2 separate regions of the Hordeum vulgare genome follow, and region 2 is linked to region 1. A link is a contact called in public Hi-C data. All regions are on one chromosome and are shown on one strand. The core of a region is the stretch at or near the end of the contact, and the rest is flanking DNA. Distances in the headings are between cores, read along the strand shown.

Region 1 (4,533 bases), core at 1,428-3,927:
TCCACGCCTGCAATGTAATATAACCTCGGTTAGTTAACCTTCACAAAATCAATTATTTACACCAGGTAGAGTAGTAGCACTGTTCCATTGCCATAGTAGAAAATTAAAAAATTCTCCCATGATGGCATGTGATGGAATATAAAAAAGAAACCAATAAGCAAGAATGGCGGCGATGCATGAACACACATGCACACAGAGCCTTTTGACCTGTTGGCGAGGGATAATACTAACTCCCCGAAAAGGACGTTTAACTGAAATCTTGTACGCATGCATGGATGCATGCGTGTAAGCCTCTAGCTTTGCGCATTTTTTTTATCTCTTTCTCTCTAGACTTTGGTGGCTGATGCAGCACTTATATATTGTTTTTGTTACAGTCACGAGTTGGTGTCAGATGCACGCACACGGCCGAGGAACATTGCTATTTTCACGGCCGGCGCCTTGACCGACTTGTCACTAGCTACTAGCTACTCTACCACGAGCAAGGAGAAAAAGGAACTAGATAACCTTAAAGGAAGGAATGAACTTTGACTAGCTTCCAGTGCAGTGAATCTTTTACCCTCCCTGATTTGCTTGGTTTACCAACTAACTCTACACCAATCTACTCTATTAAAGTGTTACACTTGATAGTTGGTACATCAATTATGCTAGAAAGAATACATGTATTTTTACAGTACGTGTACACTTAAGAGTGCCATCGCCAATCAATGGTATGGCATAAATTGTGTAGTACTTGCACGGCACTAGCTAGCTGGATTTATTAAACAAAACGGGCCAGGAATATCGTAGGGGCAGAATGGAGGTCGACCACACGTAGATGGCAATTGGCAGGAAGCCTAGAAATACAGGGGGGTGTAGAGACCTCATGCATACATACATGCTAGGACAAACCAAAGTTTCTGGTCCAACGTCCGCAGCACGGCCGTTGGATAGTCCACATACGATCGATGTGGATCGCCATGGCGTGCATGCATGCCCTCCGGCTGCTCCCAGCTAAGCTCCAATAAACGGTCTAGCTCACGTGCATGACAAAGTACTCCATATAAGTACACGCAACTTAATCCTCTTCTTAACTTGCTGCCCGGCCGATCAAGTGCCAACTACTGGCTAGTACCACTACACTAACCTACAATCCTATTATATCACAATTCTTTTCAGGCAGACCAAACTTGGAAAGGCCAGCAGAACCAACACCTGGGTTATGCATGGTTAGTTAGTGCCTAGTGATCGATGGCGTCATGTACCATGGATCCACCGGTTGCACTTTCAAAGTCGATATGATGACTACACAAAGGCTGCAATTGAGTTATAGTTACTGGTTAGCTAGCAGCTGGTGTAATCGTCTTCGTTAAGCTTAAAAGAATGGAACAGTGGCTAGCTGAAACGAGTAGGACCACTGGACTGGCCGGTACGGCATCGTCCATCGCTGAAAAAACGTCAAGATGCGGACCAAAGGAAGAAGAAAAAGATGGTTAGCGACGGGTGGTTCAGCAGTAGTTGCACCGAATTAATCAGGGAACAAACCACCAATTAAGTGGTAGGGCTCGTGTCTACAGTGCTAGGGCGACACTGTCGAGACATGCATGCACAGCTTTGCATGCAGGGAAGAGGAGGAAGAAGAAGAAAAACTTTCTAGGTGATTAGCATGCATGACACTGGAGAAAGAGACACTGGCCTAGCTAGCTACTTGTAGGTCGTTAGTTAAACCTTCTGACTTTGTAAAAAGATGCAGCTAGCTAACTGACATGCATGGTCACCAAACATTTCGAGACTTCATTTGCAAGCTTTTGCGTACGATCAACTAGATTAATTTATGGTTAAAACAGTTGAAACTATCTACAAGCATCGTTTTCACTGCTTACTTCCTCTTTCAATGTTTTATCTAGAAAGTATCATTTTTGTTGTTCTTAAGATATTAATTTTCCTGCGGAATACCTACTTCTTGCAACGTTTTCTTCCATAGAAGAAACACAATGAAGGCCGATCACACGTGCTGACGTGCACTTTTATCTTGGAGCGTGCGGTGCATATATTTTGATACGTATACTCCGCAGCAAAACCCAAGACTCCTGATTCTTTTAGCGAGTGAAAACGATTTTTTTTACAAAATTTACCGTGTTTAGTTTTCGATTTTTTTTTTGAAAAGTTACTGTGCTCCCATGCATTGATGGACGCATCGAGGTAGATAATGAGACCGGCGGGCGCCGGCCGTTCATGCTTTACCATGCGACTGATGGCGCGGGAAGAATAAAACGCAGAACGAAAGCGACATGCACCTAAACAGAGGAAGGTATGCTATGTGACGTCTGTGGGAGAGAGGTTTATGTGAGCATGGGTACACCATGGCCGCCGGCTACCTAGCTAGCTCCCTAATGCTTCTCTTAATGAAAGCTAAGATCAACGTACGTATTACTATCTTCAAAGAAACTCCCTGCATGAAAAAAAAAACTGCACCCAATCACTTCAAGAGAGAGAGAGGGAGGGAAGGAAGGGGAATCACTTTGTGGGATGGAGGCGAAGGCTCCGAGGAGCAATGCCAGAGCCAACATGGAGGCAACGCCTTGGCCTGCCATTCTCTTTCTCTCTCTACCTGCGTTGGAGGGTGAGGGTGTGGGTGGGTGATGCCAAGGCTCTCTGTAAAGCTCTTGTTGTTTCTTTTCTGGTGAGGCCACAACGGGGTGCAGGCCCCTTATATAGGATCCGAGGAGACATAGTTCGGTCCAATCCACTCGGGAGCGCAGGCCCAACGCCTCCAGCGACATTTATTTAGCCTGTTGCGATTGACTACCTAGGCCGGTTTGCATGCGTCACCGCCTTCTCACAGTGTGTGTCTGGTGGTGGGCAGAGGTTATCCGGTACACCAGGTTGTTGTTGCAGGTAGGGGAAGGGGATAATTCATTCATTCATAGTGGTACCAAACAACTTTTGAAAAAATAGTTTGAATTTTGGACTCCACCCATGATGTACCATGAAAGTGAAGTTTCCAGGTCAATGATGGGTCGCGCGGCGTCGGATATGTTCACGTCTTACTCAACGACATTCGGCGGCGGTTTTTTCACGCAAGGACCGTGTTCGGTGGAATCCGACATAACTTACGTAAGAAGAATTGACACAACGGAGACTTGTTGGCGATGATTTTCTTTTTATCTTTGAAGTTGACATGACTTACGTAGGAAAGAACCGGGCGCAACGGTTTTGTCGGCTTTGTTGTTTCTTATCGTGAAGTGACATGTATACAAATGAAATTATATTTTAGTAATGGATATTCGGGGTCAATTTAAAGAGATTTGGAGTACATCAAAAGCCTTTGGTCTCTCTACCTTTTACCGTCTCATACCGGTATATATATAGTACATGCTCGTATTTTTACATGCCATTGTTTTGTTATTATATTGCAAGAAACCAACAATTTTGTTTATCATAAGAACATTTGTGTTTTTGGTGTACCTAATTAATTAAGATTTTTGTCAAAAGAATCATAGAATTACTCAAACCACTTTAGTTAAGCATGTCTTTATACTTTGTCAAACAAGACCAGATCCACTTAACTTTTGGACTTGTTGTCTCACAAGAGAAGGTATTGAGTTCATCGGCCTTGCAATTGAAAAGAGAAAAGAAGACCTTTATTAGGAATTGCCATAGGAACACAACACCACGGCTTGTCTAAGCGCACCATACATGTGAGCTTTTGGTGCAACGCATGCATGGTTTTCCCTCGTGGCACCATACGTGTTGTAATAACCCCGACAACAAACTAAGTACGTACGTCTCTCCCTCCCAATCCTATTGATCAGGTGGGATATCCAGATCCGGCCGTTGATAGTTCTTTTACACACAGTATGTTGTTGCTATCAGCAGAGTCCGGCCGGTCATGCAACTGCTCTCTAGCTTGTAGTATAAGTGCTAATGACGAAATAATATTAGGTGCACCAAATGTGTAGATTACAGTTAATACGAATATAAAAACTGTACGATGAGTCATGACTCATTTCGGTGAACGAATTATTCGACCGGACCAATTGTATTTAAGAGCCGGTCGTGTCTAGGATTAGCTAGCATGCAGGTGGTCTGCTTGGGCATATTGGTTTGGGTTTAACACACATGCATATACGGCTGGTTGATGAGAAATTTCCTATTGGTGGCTTAGCAGCCCAACTTTTTGACAGATGCATGCCGGGCTGCCCTCTTTTGGCACATGTACTGAATTGGTCCTATATGCTAAAATGGTCTTCTTGAGACATGTGTTTTGTAGTGAGTTGTATATTGATCAAGTTGTAGTTATGATGATGCTGCCAATTCGTACCGTGCATGTAGCCAAGATAGTTTCTGGCACATCATTGGTTCCGAATTTCCACTTGAGAGGCTTAGTTTGTCCTGATTTATTCAAAGGGTTAGTAACCTTTTTTTTTTCTTTCAGAAAAAGGGAGGATCAGCAGCTTACCACCAGGATTACAGACTCTCATGCTTACCAAAACCTGAAAGTCCAAACCTATTTATCTCATACAAACCAAAAATTGTACTTATCCGATATGGTTG
Region 2 (4,079 bases), core at 1,448-3,947, 250 kb before region 1:
GGGCGTCGGGCGGGGGCAGGGCGCCGGCTGCGACAGGGGTGGGGGCAGGGCGCCAACTGCGTCGGTGTGGGGGACGACGCATGGCGTAGAGGAGGAGGGGGTGCGCGGGGAGGGGCGACACGGTGGAGGAGAGGGGGCCGGGCGGCGCAGGAGTGGCCGACGGCGGGGTGGTTGTGGATCCGGGGGTGGGTGAGGGGTGGGGGCGGAGGGGTGTGGGGAGGGGGCGGCGTAGGGGGCTAGTGAGGGGAGGGGCGCAGGAGTGGCACGCGTGCGGGGGCAGAGAGAGAGAGAGTGGGGGTAGTGGGGGAAACGACCGTTATAGGCACGTCCCCTTTGCCGTCTGCCCCCGGACGGCAAAGAGCCCCACGACACACGACAAAGAGCCCGTCCATTGGACCTGGCCATGCCTTTGGGCATTTTTTCCAAGTCTAATGCATACAATCTATGCTTCCTAGCATGCCAGGTCAACCTCTTCTATCATTAGATGCCATCAAATTTTTGTGTCTTCCTCGTTGGGTGCCCGAAGATATTCCGGACCAAAGACCCGGATGATCACTTGGGCAAACCTACGTACTGACTCAATTGTAGTATCTTCACCAATGTGAAGGTACTCATCGACATAGTCAGTCGGAACGCCGTATGCAATTACCCACATACGTGTCAAGATTTTTTGATATGCACTAAATCCCTTTAAGCCCGCGACATTTCTTCTTTGAGTAAACTACCGACAATTGGCCTCGCAAGCTTGAACAATTTTCACAAAGAGGGATAGGCGCATTCGGTACCTTCTCCGAAAGAGGTGCGGCGGTTATGTTGGATTGTACGCGATGTAGTCTTGCATCAACATCTCATTCCCGAGATGACAATTTTGATGAATGCAAAGACGGCCGACGGTCGATCCTCGCCGCCTTTTTCGGTTCTCGTCTTCGTGCTCCTTCACGGCAATGTCCATCACCAACGTCTGCCGGTGATAGTTGACAAGTAGCGTCTCAACATCCGATTCATCTGAATCGTACGAATAGTCGAGCAAAAACTTCTCGCACGGGCTCAATCCCATCTAAATTCACAAATATGCGCGCCCCGTTAACCAACCATGCATACCGCTCGGCACAAGCACAAGTACATACTCACCGGCTGCTCGGGGGCGGTGGCTCGGCTGATCCGGGGAGCCGGTGTACTGGCTCGGTTGAAGATGGTACGGGCGCCCCCGCGACGCGATTCTGCCCGCAGATTTGGCCAGAGTCGTCAACGGCAGACGGGAGAAACCAATGGCGGGCGGCGGTGAAAGAGGGTAGGGAAAGGGCGTGGGCTGAAATGTCCCTCCCGCCAACCGCTTTCCTGAGATACGGGGCACATTAGGGGTGGGGCGGAAACCTACGTTTTCACGGGTTGGGGATGGGATTTTTCCGCGCCCTAAAAATTATTACGGGACGAACGCGTTTGCGGGGTCTGGTCGGGCAACATTTTCTACGCCGACCTGTATTTTGACGATTATTTTGCGGGTCGCGGCTTTATACAGGGTCTATGAGAGATGCTCTAACAGAGCAATCATGTGAGACCGCAGAGGTGCGACAAACGATTACCGGCGATACACGGGCAACGGTTGGAGGTGTGTGACTACGTTGTGTAGGAGGAGCGTCGGGGCGGTGGGGAAGTCATGCTTCAGATAGGGCGGCTACGGCGGCCGGTTGTGCGGCCTTCGCGAAAGGTGCGGGCTACATGCGCATAGTACGTCTTTTTTTCGGGAGAAGGAGGTGGGAGCATACTGGTAATTTTAGTCATGAACACAACGTGAGGACGTCGGATGACAGAGTTTTTGTTCACTCGCCCGAAGAAATGCTAAACACACTTTGAACATGGGTTCATGCAATATTGATGGTTAAATTAAATTAAGTGCTCTGCACATAAGCATGTAATTCATTTTTGTTGTTAGGTTGTTCATAATAAAAATATCATAAATAGTAGTATTATGTATGTCAACTAGACAATTTAGATAAGGTGACATAAAATTAAATGAAAAAAAAGATTAAGTATCACCGTTCCATATTAAATGTTTGTTAGTATGTGTCATGCATGATAATAAATATACTACCATATGATACTATGCATTACGAATATAATATGATACTTAATATGATACATTAATATCGTATCCATGATACTAGCATATGATATTTCCTATTACGACTTGCCTTATGTCTAAATTAGACTGGATGCACGTAACGATGAATATGTTTTCTTGTTTAATAATAATATAGATTAAGTTATAAAATAATTATGCCCGGCTGCAGCACACATGCACAAACGCTGTATCGTGCAAGCAACGTAGCAGTGGCAACCACCATTCCCGGCGGAAGACACATCGGCGCGCTGCCGTGTCCCATCTCGGCCATCAAGCAGCACACGCTAGCCAGCTATGAAGGAACAGCAACATCATAGGAATTTAGGAAGAGCATTACGGCGGACCGCCTCAAGCCCTCGTCTCAACTCACGTCGGGATCGCGCCCCATAACGAGCCGCGCGGCGAAAAGGACGCGACCAGTCGACCACCGCCTGTCGACGAACGAATCCCCACCCCCCGACCCTGCGTCTCGCTGGACCTCCCCGGCGCCACGCACCAGCTGACACGGCACCCGCACAGCACGCGCCGCTGCCGTGACAGCCCAGGGACGGTGTCCAGGACCATCGAGGCGCGGGCGAAATGATTGCCCGCCCGAGCCCGTCGCCGTCGACCGCCCTCCGGGTCACGGGAGGTTGGGCCGCATGTGTGTGCGGATGGTCTGATCGATCGGCGAACAGTAGCGATCGGTCGGGTGCCGTCCTCGTCCACCGGCCGGGAAAGCGCGCGCGCATCTGATCGGGGACGCTGACCGGCGTTTAAACACGGGGCCCTCCGCCTGTCAGACCAAACGGTGCCCGTATGGGTTTAGGGGGTGATGATGGGGCTGAACAGTCGCGCGAATTGCCTAACTGGTGGCCGCCTAATGGGAAAAGGTCTGCCTGATGGGTGGGGACACAGATCAGGTGCATGTCACCGTGTGATTTGCGTTTAAATTTAAATTTAAACTTTGCGAAAAAATTAAAAAAAATCATGCATGTTCACAGCACATATTAAGATAACCCTTAAAAGATTCAGATCAAAATTCGAAACATACATCATGAAATAAAAAAGAGAAATCTGTCATGAATAGTCACGAATGGTTCTGTGTAGACTGTTCACATCTGAGTTTCTCTTTTTTATTTCTCAGTGTATGTTTTGAATTTTGATCTGAATTTTTTAGGGGTTATCTTAATATATGATGTGAACATGCATGATTTTTTTTCAAAATTTTTCGTAATGTTTAAATTTAAATTTAGACCGCAAGGCACACGGTGACATGCAAACGTGCATGTCACCTCATCTGTGTCCGATGGGTGGTCTCTCTCGTGAGTACTACCGCCATCTTCACTTTCAGTCAACTTTTTTTCCCGCAATAGTTTCAGTCGACTTCATTGACGCCTAGTAATAATATCACCAATCTAAACGAAAATGTCTTTTAAAGCTCGGCCTCCATGAAGATCGGTTTTTAAAAAACCCAAAATTCATCAAAATTCATATTTTTACAATTCAAAAAAAACCCTAAAAATACAGATATTCATGGAAGCGTAACACATATGTGCGTAAATTTTTATGACGAAATACGTTGAAATAAGGGTTCTGTAAAAAAGATAAATTTGAGGCTTTCTAACAGATTATACTATTCATCCTCAAAGTCCACATATTTGTCCTTTTTGTATAGATCGAATTTAAAGGTATTTTATCCTGATTTTTTATACATATATACATTTCATCCATGTATACTTGCATTTTTTCAGAATTTTTTAAAGTCAAAAAATTTAAATTTTGAATTTTTTAAAAATAAAGGGTTCCATGGAGCTCGTTCACCAAAACGTCCATACTCCAAGCTAAACATCTTACATGTTTCGTGACTAATTTTGTAGCAATGGTCTGTGCTTTGGGATCGACACACTAACACTTGATGGAGCTTTGACGAGATCATAACTGTTGCAAGCGATTGTGGCCACTTTCCTCTTGCCTC

The links. A called contact is a pair of places that touch in the nucleus more often than the background predicts.
Region 2: a Hi-C map of seedling shows a contact between it and region 1, with 4 times the contacts expected there. The contact joins the enhancer-like site here to the promoter of LOC123440143 in region 1. A contact is called at or near these places in 2 of 6 Hi-C or Micro-C datasets (leaf and seedling).

The regions. Positions count from the first base shown.
Region 1 is chr1H:396,002,612-396,007,144 of MorexV3_pseudomolecules_assembly, reverse strand. LOC123440143 (lichenase-2-like) reads right to left here and starts at 2,677. Exons shown (of 2, transcript XM_045116719.1): 1 at 2,498-2,677; 2 at 1-7. The coding sequence starts at 2,570.
Region 2 is chr1H:396,250,364-396,254,442 of MorexV3_pseudomolecules_assembly, reverse strand. No RefSeq gene overlaps it. Among protein-coding and RNA genes, the nearest start is that of LOC123440143, 250 kb to the right of the region's middle. Within about 2 kb of position 2,697, at least 3 of the 3 cell types and tissues checked have open chromatin away from gene starts, as enhancers often do. A contact at or near this core is called in leaf and seedling, where this site is marked.